3 separate regions of the Mus musculus genome follow, and regions 1 and 2 are each linked to region 3. Evidence: chromatin contacts called from public Hi-C data. All regions are on one chromosome and are shown on one strand. Each heading gives the region's core, a stretch centred on a gene start, on an enhancer-like site or on the middle of the called end of the contact. The rest is flanking DNA. Distances are from core to core; before and after follow the strand shown.

Evidence for each region. Hi-C and Micro-C count contacts between places; a contact is called where the count stands out from the background.
Region 1: a Hi-C map of bone marrow-derived macrophages shows a contact between it and region 3, with 28 read pairs. The contact joins two enhancer-like sites. A contact is called at or near these places in 7 of 484 Hi-C or Micro-C datasets (bone marrow-derived macrophages, embryonic fibroblasts, hippocampal excitatory neurons and 2 more), 8 of 115 datasets of contacts at active chromatin or transcription factors (SST interneurons, double positive thymocytes, embryonic basal ganglia and 4 more) and 3 of 9 other capture datasets (adipose tissue, embryonic stem cells and pancreatic islet).
Region 2: a contact with region 3 is called in a Hi-C map of bone marrow-derived macrophages, with 21 read pairs. The contact joins two enhancer-like sites. A contact is called at or near these places in 2 of 484 Hi-C or Micro-C datasets (bone marrow-derived macrophages and nephron progenitors), 3 of 115 datasets of contacts at active chromatin or transcription factors (SST interneurons, large pre-B cells and microglia) and 4 of 9 other capture datasets (adipose tissue, embryonic stem cells, liver and 1 more).

Annotation. Positions count from the first base shown.
Region 1 is chr12:117,401,630-117,405,931 of GRCm38.p6, forward strand. No RefSeq gene overlaps it. Among named protein-coding and RNA genes, the nearest start is that of Gm31482, 62 kb to the right of the region's middle. Within about 2 kb of position 2,327, at least 18 of the 459 cell types and tissues checked have an H3K27ac peak or open chromatin away from gene starts, as enhancers often do. A contact at or near this core is called in bone marrow-derived macrophages, where this site is marked.
Region 2 is chr12:117,476,993-117,481,025 of GRCm38.p6, forward strand. All of the region lies in intron 1 of Gm31482 (a long non-coding RNA gene), which reads left to right. Among named protein-coding and RNA genes, the nearest start is that of Gm31482, 13 kb to the left of the region's middle. Within about 2 kb of position 2,214, at least 30 of the 459 cell types and tissues checked have an H3K27ac peak or open chromatin away from gene starts, as enhancers often do. A contact at or near this core is called in bone marrow-derived macrophages, where this site is marked.
Region 3 is chr12:117,743,985-117,747,898 of GRCm38.p6, forward strand. Rapgef5 (Rap guanine nucleotide exchange factor (GEF) 5) reads left to right here. Exons shown (of 26, transcript NM_001373989.1): 23 at 189-276. Among named protein-coding and RNA genes, the nearest start is that of Cdca7l, 98 kb to the right of the region's middle. Within about 2 kb of position 1,292, at least 30 of the 459 cell types and tissues checked have an H3K27ac peak or open chromatin away from gene starts, as enhancers often do. A contact at or near this core is called in bone marrow-derived macrophages, where this site is marked.

The DNA.
Region 1 (4,302 bases), core at 1,077-3,576, 340 kb before region 3:
ACCATGACTATAATTCAGCTGATGCTCTCACTGTCTTCTCTTGTGTTGCCCCATCAGCACATGCTACTAACAAAAAGTAGGCGGGAAAGATACTTTGTAGAAGCCTTTTATTGGCCTAATGTTGCAATTGTTGGGAGACACAGGAGGCTGTCTTCCAGTGAACTCCTAAAGTGAGCTGAATAGCCCACTTACACAGCTAGAAATGGAGTACCCAGAGTGTTGGCTCCAATCACAGACTAGTGATTCAGGCAAATTAAAGACCCTATTTGAACTAATCATGGGTCTTCTGTGGGGCCCCTTGGAGGAGTGCTCCTCTACCCTGGACTGGGGCAAAAAAGTCAGAGTCACATAGAGTGCACAGAGTCTGTGATGTTAAAGTAGCTGGTGCCTGCTGCCCAAACAGCAGTGGCTGATTCCAATGTAGCTTCCTCAAGAAGTCAAACAAGAGTTAAAAGTGCTGGTAGCTTTTCACATAAGGCTTCTGAGGCATGGGGGTGGGGAAGGGTATAACAGCTGTTAACCAGGGAGTAGAACCCAGAGCCAAATCTTAGCTTATATAAGGAGAAATTGAAATTAAAAGGAAAGAGTAAAAGCTAACAGTGTCTGGTACTCTGCTGATCCTGAGATTGGCAAGAAAGAAAGGATCAGATCCACAATTGTCCAAATTAGAGTAAGCTGTATTTGAGTGCACCTGGGACTTGCCAGCCTTGTCTCCCCATAAATTGAGGCACCCACTCCTCTTGAAGTTCCTTTTATAAGAAAGACGAGGTATTCACAGGGGAGAGAGGTTAGGTAGTTATTCATTGTTTAAAAAAGATACAATTTAAGAGAAGAAACACACCATTGCATACACTAGCAAGATTTTATTGAAAGGACGCAGATGTAGCTGTCTCTTGTGAGACTATGCCGGGGCCCAGCAAACACAGAAGTGGATGCTCACAGTCAGCTAATGGATGGATCATAGGGCTCCCAATGGAGGAGCTAGAGAAAGTAGCCAAGGAGCTAAAGGGATCTGCAACCCTATAGGTGGAACAACATTATGAGCTAACCAGTACCCCGGAGCTCTTGACTCTAGCTGCATATATATCAAAAGATGGCCTAGTCGGCCATCACTGGAAAGAGAGGCCCATTGGACTTGCAAACTTTATATGCCCCAGTACAGGAGAATACCAGGGCCAAAAAGGGGGAGTGGGTGGGCAGGGGAGTGGGGGTGGGTGGATATGGGGGACTTTTGGTATAGCATTGGAAATGTAAATGAGTTAAATACCTAATAAAAAATGGAAAAAAAAAAAAAAAAAGAGAAGAAACAAAGGCAAGGGTAGATACCTCGAGAATGGGGTCACAAGCAGTTTACATCAGACCTGACCTACAGGAACTTACTCTTTTTTTGTTTTGCTTTGCTTTGCTTTGCTTTGCTTTGCTTTGCTTTGCTTTGCTTTGCTTTGCTTTGCTTTGCTTTGCTTTGCTTTGCTTTGTTTTGTTTTTGGAGACAGGGTTTCTCTGTATTATAGCCCTGGCTATCCTGGAACTCACTTTATAGACCAGGCTGGCCTCAACTCAGAAATCCGCTTGCCTCTGCCTCCCGAGTGCTGGGATTAAAGACGTGTACCACCACGCCCGGCTTCAGGAACTTACTCTTAATTACAAGTAGAAAACTTATTTAGCAAGGACTTAACTCAGGGCAAACCGACTTAGCTAAGATTTAGCATCAACAAACAGAAACTTCTTTTTAACTAACACAACCCTTAACCTGCAAAGTATATTTTCTGTTTTAATCTCCCATCAACCTGTGAGGCATTCGTTCCTGTTCTATTCTTATATAACAATGTTTAAACCCTGCCCCCCTGTCACAGGAGAGGTGGGTCCCTCTGGTCCAAGAATGCTATACTGAGTATATGTAAGTAGCTAAGAAAACGCCTTATCTGCTTTTTCTGTGTTAAAAATAAAATCCCCAATGTCACCTTGGACGATTACAGGGGAGTGCAGCACTTGGTTTCTGTGGAATCTGCAGGGAACTGCTGGGAGGGTGAGAGCCACAGTCTTCTCCTTGTCAGGTTTGAGGCAGTTGTGAACAGCAGATGTCGCTATTGCCTGCTGCAATTGTTCATGCTCAACAAAAACATCCTGGGCAAAAGGAAGGCAGACATGCAACGGAGAAGCCTCATTCAAGCTGGCAACGGTTCACCTCATTCTCTAAACCCATTCTCTAAACTTTCATCTACTTGCAATTTTTCCACTGCAAAATGTGAAGCTGTCTTGGCTTGTTGCTGGTCTTGAGTCTCTTCACAATCTTCCTCATTCTGCTGTGTGCTGACCCAGAAGACAGCTGATAAGGATCCAATGAGTCAGAAATTAGGGGCAGAGCCTGTGGAGATGAAGTCTGTATTTCCCTGTGTCTAGGATGCTTCAGTCAACGTCAGTCTTCTCTTGGGGGCACTATTGGAGCCGCATCTATATGGATGTGGCTCCCCTGAAGTCATGGCCAGGCCTTCAAAGAAGGACTAGTCTTCTCCTTTTATTGGAACTAAGTTCCAAATTCCCCACTGGGTCTGCATTTCAAGGCTGAATTTCTCTTTTTAAAAGAAGGATCTCCTGTGACAGTAGAAAGAAAAAAAGGGGAGGTGTAGTTATTCAAATGCCCCCTGTTCCCACTGTCCTGCACTTAGCCTCTGGGTTGGCAAGAGTGCTTGTCCTTGTGAGGCCTGACAGATGGGAGGGAGTCACACCCTAAAGGCCATGGCTCAGATAATAAAGTCCCCTCGCTTTTTTTTCCTCCCCCATCAGACAATCGTGGACAAGCAAGGGGAAATCTGAGAACTTTCTCAACTAGGGGAAGGATGGGTGGGACCAGAAGAGGAAATGGCACTGGTTTGGATGAGGAACAGAACCTCAAAAGTCAATATACAGGGCAGCACCTGGAGGGAAGAGGAGGAAGGGCCAGGCAGAAGGGAAGCCAGGGTCAAGGACAGCAGTCTGGCCACCTGTTTCAGATGTGGGTGGAGGCACTCGCAGCTACAGCAGTTTCTGTGGCGGCTTGGTAGCAGATCATCTGTTCTCATAAACTGATTAGGCACATGCCATTGCCAGGGGAGGTGGCCCAGGTCAGCCCTGACGTAAGTTACTCACATAGATAAAGTTATTCATAGGATTTTCTCAGTTTTACACTTGTTCTACCTATATATTTCTCCCTTTGAAAAATATTATGTTGTGAATGCACAGCAAAATGTGCTCTGGTTTGTGTGCCTTTCTAAGTGTTTAAAAAAAAATACCATGTGACTGAGGAGCCCTCATATCAAACTGGACCTGCCATCAACACAACCTTGGGAAGCTCTGCGTGTAAGTTCAGATTTAGGTCCCTCAGAGCAGGATCACGCCCTCATGTTTGAGTTCAGTGGCCAAGAAACAAGTAATAGTCAATTAGTAGATAGTGATTATCCGTGAGACTTCCATCCTCACCTGTGTAGAAAGACAGTCTACATAGGTAAGACAGATGTCATCTACCTCTGTACGAAGCAGCCTTTAAGATGGAGGGAAGAGCCTTCCAGAATCTGCCTGGGAAAGCTAAGCAGGTGTAAGGATAGGATGCTCTCTGTTGCTGAGGATCTCGTGTGAGCCTGCAAACAGACACCCATAGAGGAAGTACAAATAGCCATTGACTAGAGAGAAATGTTGGTGCCCACTGAGAGAGGGAGAGTGCCCACTTGCCTTGACCGGATGCACTCTGAATGAGAGTGGACAGAGGAGTCATGATGGTTAATGCAAGGCAGAACCCTAGGAGAACAGGGTCAAATGAAAACTGGCTAGGTCTTGAGCAAGGGTGTGTGTTGAATTGAAAATAACTGACTGGATACCTGAGAGACTGGGAGAGGGGGACTGTGAACACCCTAGGGGTCCAGCACCAGAGGTAGCAGGCAACTCCCTGGGACAGGTCTGAGAGGGTTCTTCTGAGAGTAAGCATCCCAGAGGGGAAGCTTAAGCTTTGAGAGATGATAATGAGAACCAAAGAACCTTCTGTCCTATACCAGAGAGTAGAAGCAGGTGACAGGCTCAGGTCACCATGCTAAGTGAACTCAAAAGGGGCAGAAACAAGGCAAGGTCCTTGGGGCCTGGTTTGGGACACATCTCTTCAACCACTCCATCTCCCTGTCCCTTCCATTTTGCTGAAAGGCTAGGCATGGTTGCTACCACTGCCCAGGTACAGGGACACCCCACAGTGGCAACAGTGTGCCAGCCCCTTTCCAGTTAGATTTCCTAAGCAGACATTAGAAATTAGAATATCCCGTAGAGGTGTTTTATTTAGGG
Region 2 (4,033 bases), core at 964-3,463, 270 kb before region 3:
CTAAGCACAAAGTATTTCAAAACTAGTTGTCAATTTTTAGGGGGTACTGGGGCTCTAACATAGGGCTTCACACATGATAAATATGTGTTCTACCAATATCTGGGTCTTATTAATATCTTTATTTACTCATATTTAAGTTTTTAATTTAAAATTTAATATATTTATTTTGCTTATGTACATGAGGCACACAGACATGTAGCCAAAATACTCATATACACAAAATAATAATTTTTAAAGCAAAAAAGAGAAGACAAATACACTTATAAAAGATGTGCAAGTGTTAGCACACTTGTTTTAAGGCTTATCCAGCCGTTTGATGGTGAGAGTTAATTTCAAAGTTAACTTTGATAATTCTTCCCCAAGACACCCCCATGGGAAATTCTCATATTGAATGAAGAGGTCCTTACTTCAGCATTAGGCTCCCTGCTGAGCACATAATGAGATTCATGTCTCATTGTCACTGAACGGTGAACTTGATGAGAATCAAGCATAGCCACACTCATTGGAGGTGTCTTTGGAATGTTAATGAATCCTGTTTCTTACAAGAATTCTTTTTTCCTCTTAATTTACCAAGACACTACATTTAGGTCCAAAAAGAATGTGAGGTTCAAGGTACCAACTTTCCACGAAGTCTGTCAGTCACTTGCCTACAGAATCACAATAGCTCAGATGGCAGGACTGATGCTTCCCGTTAAACACAGGAGGACGTTTCTTTTTCAGATGGATTTGATAAACCCAGGAGTGAATGTAAAGGAAATGTTGATGCCTCTTTGGAACTTTTGAAAACAGAGTGCATGCTCATGTACCTGAGAGAGCCAAAGCCTAATCCTGTCTGAGATGGCAGGAGAGGAGAGAGGAGCTCTTGACCACAGACAGCTGCAAACCATATCCCACCACTCATCAGACCCCCTCAGTATTGCTGCTTTTATCTGGTTTCAAAAACCACTAATGTTTAATACTTAAAATTCAGCGATCATGGAAAATGAAAAGAGTGGAAAATAAAAAAAGAAAAAATTCCCTTATTCCAGAGGAGTCCTAGCATGACTTGCCGTTGGCAGACCTGTTTTCCATACTCTTTCTTCATTTGCTCAGAAATAGACCCAGAAGCTTGTATCCAAAACCACTGCATGCTTTTGTGACTGACCTTTTTTGCTTCCTGTGCTATAGGCTCATTTCCTCATCAATGAACATACGGCTTTTGCTGGCTAAGAGTGTCCCCTGGCATGCATGCACACTGGGTGTTCAGCCAGTTTGACCTATGGATGATTTAACCTGCTTTCCTGTAAACCCTTGTGTATATGTCCTTGTGGAGTTGTCCAGTAATTTCATAGGATCTTATTCTTGGAAGCAAAAGGGCTTCTATGGTACATAGTTTTGAAAAATTTGCTGCCTCCTGCCAGCTTCCCCTCCAGAAAGGTCATAGCAATTTACATTATCATTGGTTATGTTTGACAGAGCCCATTTCCCACATTTTCTAAATAACACGGGCTTCTGCCCACTGAAGGCTGGCTGCTTTCAATATACATTGAGTCCTAGGAAAGTTGAAGTTTTCAATAATCCATCTTTCTTTTGTTATTTGCCTTTAAGGTCCTTTACACTTGCAGGCGCGCATGTGCGTGCACACATACACACACACCACACACACACCCAACACACACACACACACACATCTCACATCTCCGTACACAGTTATCATTTTTTTAACTGTACTCATTTTGGATGTGCTGGACAGAAATTTGCTACACAGATTATTCTTTAGATTACACTAGCTATGATTAGAAATCGTGATCTTCTGTAAGCCAGAATAAGTCAGATGAAGTCAGAGGGTTAGTTAGTTAGATGTAGAATTACAGGGAAGATTGCAAGTATCCAGTGCAGAATGGGCAGGCATGGTCATTGCCCGTGCTGTAGAATCTGATCAGGATTCTTGTCACTAAACAAAGTCAGAGCCACTTGACTTGATAACTGGACAGTGATGCCTAGGATGCATGTGGGTGGGAGGAGAAGGAGGTAGAGAGGAGGAGGGAAAGGGCAGGAGGGAGAGGAAAGGAGGGAGAGGGGATGAGGGAGAGGGGAGGAGGAAGAGGAGGGAGAACAAAGGAGGAAGAGAGGATGTCTAGGAAGTAGGGAAAGTGGTCCTTCAGGACAGTCCTTTGTTTGCATACCGTCTCAAAGTACCAGTAGCTTCCTCTTTTCTTTCCCCTCTCCTCCTGCTGTCCACACCAGTAGCTTCCTTTTTTTCTCTCCCCGCCTCCCCCTTCCTGTTGTCCACACAAAGGACATGTCCTAAGAGGCACAAGTAACCAGTGCCATTGTGTATTCTCTCCTCTAAGCCCAGGAAAATAGGGGCATGGATACTTTTTCTGCTTGAAGACAGGGCTAGAGGGGAAGGGCTGGGGCATTTGCTTCTCATCCGGGGATCTGCTGCAAGAGAGAGAGAGAACTTTGCAGCATGCTTTGTCACCAGGTGCAGGCAGAGCCAGGACCACATCCCAGTTCTCTGGTCACTGAGAGCCATCCTACATCCTCTCTGCCCTTCCCTATGACCCCTACTCTTCAGTTTTGTGAGCTTTTGAAAACATTCCCTCCTTTATTTCTTTGGGTAAAATCCAGATCCCTTATCTGACCCATCAAGCCCTGCCTTACCATTGCTCCTTCTGCTACCTACCGCATCTCTTTGCCAAATGCTCCCATCATCCCAGTCCAGATTCCCTTATGTTGGGGCATGCCTCACCAGGGCTTTTGCAACCTGCTGTCCCTTACACAGGAACTGCCCTTCCCACAGGAATCTACACTAAGTACCTCCTCCTCAGGACTCTGCCCAATACCACCTTATCTGAGCACCATGTGGAGACTCTTGGCTGGCGACTGTATTCAGGATGTCTGTGCCATGAGGCTGCCCGACAGGAAAGAGATGAACCTGAGCACTGGCGGGGACCAGAGGCAAGGACAGCTCGCTCAGGAAGGAAGCTGGCAAGGAGGCTCGGGTCTTCACCTAAGGTTCAGGAACTGAGGCTATCTTCCTTTATTCTCCCCAGTACACGTGCCCACCGCAGAGCCAGCTGCACAGAGTAGCACACTTTCTGTGTACAGCTTCTGTGCTGGGACCCTCCCAGCCTGGCCCCTCCCCTTGCTTCCCACCTCCCTGATCTCCTCATTTCCTTTCCGAGATACATATTCCTTTCTCCCTGTCCTAACTCTCACGGACCAGAGAAAGTCTGTTCTTTTCCAAGTATATCCAGGTCTTGATATGTCTGCTTCAGCTAATCCCTACGTAGCACATTCCCCTGGCCCAGTCTCAGCTCTGGGAGCTAGCTGGGTAAAAACACTGTAGTGTTCAGTCTCGGAATCAAGAGCTAAAGCATCAGACCAGAGCCGGTGACAGCCGAGCTGAGCTCACAGGGGGCATAACTCTGGAAACCCTGTTCTGGACTGGGGCTTTTCTAAAACACCATAGGTGGTGGTCAAATAGCTCTAGGTAGGGATGGAAGGGCCAGGTACACAGGGAGACTCGTCATATTTAATCTAAACAGTGTCCATGTGACCTAGAGTGAAGTGTTAGGGACAGCCTGCCCAGAGCCATGCCACTCTTTTATGTATGAGAACGAGTGTAGGGAGGATTAAGGATGGGCAGAGTGGTTTGGAGAGGGCACAGGGGAATCTGGCTCCTTAATGGTCAGATGCGTTTACTATGAGAGCGTCAGGACCTGCTGTCTACCCTGGCAGAGGGAGGAGAGGCAGAGAAAAAGAGACTGCTGGTGGGCAGTGCTCCCTCTCAGAATGTGGAAGGTTTGTTCAAAATGCAAATGACCATTTGGTTTATTTATTTTATTATTTGTGAAGGATGTTTGGAGAACTAATAAAACAAACCTTTGGTTACCAGATTTCTGGCTAAAATGTTTCCAGTGAATGAAAGTTTGTCACATAAGATACTGCCTTCTCATTAACATACTTGAGGATAAGCATTAGAAGACACGTGCATGAACGTACCTCAGGACTCAGAGCTATGGTATAAACACTTACCCATAGTGCT
Region 3 (3,914 bases), core at 42-2,541:
CTGTGTATTGCCTAGATTTCCTACCCTAATTAGTGGGTTTATTCTCCAAGGAAACCTTTATCCACTTCATTCTTAGGAAGAATCTATCTGCGTCAAATCATGTTCGAATTGTACAGCAGACATAGATTGAGAATTGCTTCTACGGTACATTGATTTTTCTTTTTCTCTGTGATCTCCTTGGTTGGCAGGATCCTTCCCTAAACCACAAAGCCTACAGGGATGCGTTCAAAAAGATGAAGCCACCAAAAATCCCTTTCATGCCCTTACTGCTTAAAGGTAATGATTTCCCATCTGTTATGGTATGTGATGCCATCTTCTAGAAATGTTTCCTGTCTAACTACAGCAGAGAAGTAACAGGACTCTCACTTAATATCTTATAGTAGCCTCAACCTTCATACTTCCATATTAGCATGGAATTGTTATTCAAATGCCCAGTTGGTTTTTTTTTTTTTAATGTCTGGAATGCTTACTTGTACTTGAGCAGTGTCAAAGCACTGTCACCAGAAACTTGAGTGTTTAAATTGCTTTGTTTCTAAGCCCTGTATTATTTTCTTTAATACCATAAAACACTTAAGCAAGAATAAAGCTATGTAAAGAGCCCAGAGAGAAAGCAGTGTCTGCATCCAAGTTTCAGAAATGTCAGCACACGGTGTACTGTGTGTGAGAGATCCTGTCGTTCAACAGGATGTATGCATCAGAGGAAAATTGCTGCTCGAGAGTATTTGTTCTGTCTCTGAGAAGTGGGACCTAGCTGGTGTTGACAGCCCAACCTTGACCACCGAGCTCTTTTCTGCCGAGCACACACAAGTCATGTGACCTGTCAATTCCACTTGCTGACAGCTGAGTGATCTGTCGGCCAGCATCAGTGGGAGGGAAGTCTATAGAATCTGGCCTGAACTCCTGACCTTCTGTGCTCCCCAGGGAAAGGGAATGGGGAGAATTTTCCTTGGCCACATTTTAATTGTTTCAAGAGGTTTTTATAGAAATACACCTTCATCTGCCCTCTGCCTCTCAGAGATACTGCATGCACAATCAGGCCCCATTGACTGGCCTCATAAGTGATTCTGGAAAGGAGTCCCTTTGCTGACTGGCCTGGCCATCATCCTCTGCTCCCCCACTTCCGTCCTGGTTAAGCTGCCACTCCCTCTTCTGCTGGTCCTGGAGGACTGAGATGTCGGTGCCTCTATGAGTACAACATTAGTCTTCATTGTGAAGCTAGAATTGCTGTGGAACAGGGAAGCAGCATTTGGATAACTGCACTAAACCTCCAACTGTTAAAGCCTTTCTTCTCATGCAGCCTCTGCCCCTCTGTCATTTCCTCAGCTTCCTGTTCACCAGTCCCTTGTGTACTAAAGCTTCCTGCAGCCACACTAGCATTAGACAAACATGTGCACACACACCACATATACTAACACATATATACCTCATACACACACTCAGTCACACTCACACACTTACCCAAACACACTCATACACTTACACTCACTTATACCCACTCACACACTCACAAACTCATAAACACATTCACATACACTCAAACATACATACTCGCACACGCACACACACTTACATACACCCACATATTCATTCACACACACACACATCCACACACACACTTACATATACATACATGCACATATACTCATACACACTCATATACTCATACACACTCACACACATGCACACACTCACATACATATACCTACACACTCACAAACATACACACACACACATATATGTACATATATACTCATACACACTCACATACTCATAAACATACACTCATATGCACACACAGTCATACACATTTACTTACACACTGACATTTACACACACACTGACAAACATACTAACACACACCTATACACTCAGACACTCACATATACACACACACATATACATACACTTACATGTACTCACACATTCACATAATAATAAACATACACTCACATATACATACACACACTCACACATTCACTTACACACTGACATTTACACACACACACCTTAGTAGAGCAACCATCCCACCTGCTGCCATCAGTTAGTCCTCAGAGAGCTTAAGGGGAGAGATTGAAGCAAGTAGGAAGACATGCAGGAAAGAATGTGGGGAACAGTTACAAGTTGCAGGGGCACCATGTGTGGCAGAAGCTAAGCAGGCCGACTCTAACTGGAAGCAAGAGACCTAAGGGTTTTCATAGCCTGAGGTCCATGTCTGAAGGATCCACCCTCCCTGCAACTGATTCCTACGCCGTCACAACAGCATAAGTATGGCTTAGCTGTGACTGTCTCTTGAGCCCTAGTTTCTCTGTAGCCACCTTAGAAAGCCTTTGTGAGGACAAAATGGATAGATTCAGGTAAAACACTTGAAGATATGCCTGAAAATACTGTCACTGGACATCACCATACTTGGGAGCACAGAAGAGAGGACATACCAGCTGCTAAAAGGAGCCTGTGATTTGAAGTTCTCTGTGAGGCCAAGCTTCTAGGCTTTATTAATGGTAGCCAAGGGAGTGCAGAGTTTAGCTTGCTGTGTACAAAGTGTAAAAGCTAACTGTGCCGACTACTCATTTTTGAAATCTTGCAATGAGGTTTTTAATTCAAAACCATGAACGATAGTAAGAGATTGTGTAATTAATTGTATAATTACAATCCCGTAAGTGGCAGTTTACAGAACTCTACCTAAAGGACAAAAAGCTCATGTCACTACATCAAGCCATACTGTATGCACGGCACACCTTGGCGGCAGTGTATCACAGGGCATGTGGCCTTTTCGAAGGCTGTGGGGGCACAAGCCCAGAGTTTTGTAGGCAGGTTTCCTCAGCACTTGTCTAAGCAGCTTTGACTAAATCTGCGCTTCTGTTTCTGGTGGGTTTGGTCTGTTGTTGGTAACAGCAGGGATATTTACATGTCCCTTACGCTGAATGGTTTGCACTGTGATCCTTGTCTGTGTGATCAGTGCTGAGGTTCCATTGTATACTGTCTCGTCCATTTTTGTATGCCAGGAGTTCTCAGAGCCTTAGATGCTGCATAGTGTGTCTCATCCCCAATCTTTAACTCTGAGCTCTTTCCTACAAAAGGAGTTTCTTCTCAGCGTCTTCAGCCACTTCTGTGGGCTGTGGGTAATAGTGGGTAAGACTCAGGCCCTCAACACTGAACTCAGGCTCAGCCACTGAACTGGACCCCAGTTCCTTAGTTACTTTAAATCTAGTGAGTCTCAAACCAAAGTTAACTTTCACTTTTTCCTGTTCTAGCACATCAGCGATGCTGTCTGTCCACTGTTGCAGTAAATCTCTCCAACCTAATTATGCCCCAGCAATGAAAACACAACACAATTAATATAATTACATGCTGTGCACCTAGATCGGGCAGATCTGCTGCTACACTACCATCTTCCACATCTATGAGACCCCCTTAGAACTTGCAGTTTCCCCAGGTCTGCTGCTGCTGCTGCTGCTGCTTCTTCTTCTTCTTCTTCTTCTTCTTCTTCTTCTTCTTCTTCTTCTTCTTCTTCTTCTTCTTCTTCTGCTTCTGCTTCTGCTTCTGCTTCTGCTTCTGCTTCTGCTTCTGCTTCTGCTTCTTCTGCTTCTTCTGCTTCTTCTGCTTCTTCTGCTTCTGCTTCTTCTGCTTCTTCTGCTTCTTCTGCTTCTGCTTCTTCTGCTTCTTCTTCCTTCTTCCTTCTTCCTCTGAGTCCTCTCCCTCTTCCATTTCCTCCTACTTCTCTCTCCTACCTTCTCTTTTATCTACCCAATCATCAGCTCTCCTTTATTTTATAAATTAAGGTGGGAAGCAGGTTTACAGGAAATCACCTGAGTGCTGACTCTTTGTTTGCAGCCACTCACCAGAGAAGAGAATTAACTTCAAATATAACTAGCCCCAGGCTATCCACAACAGTCCACCAGTTAAATGGGGCCAAC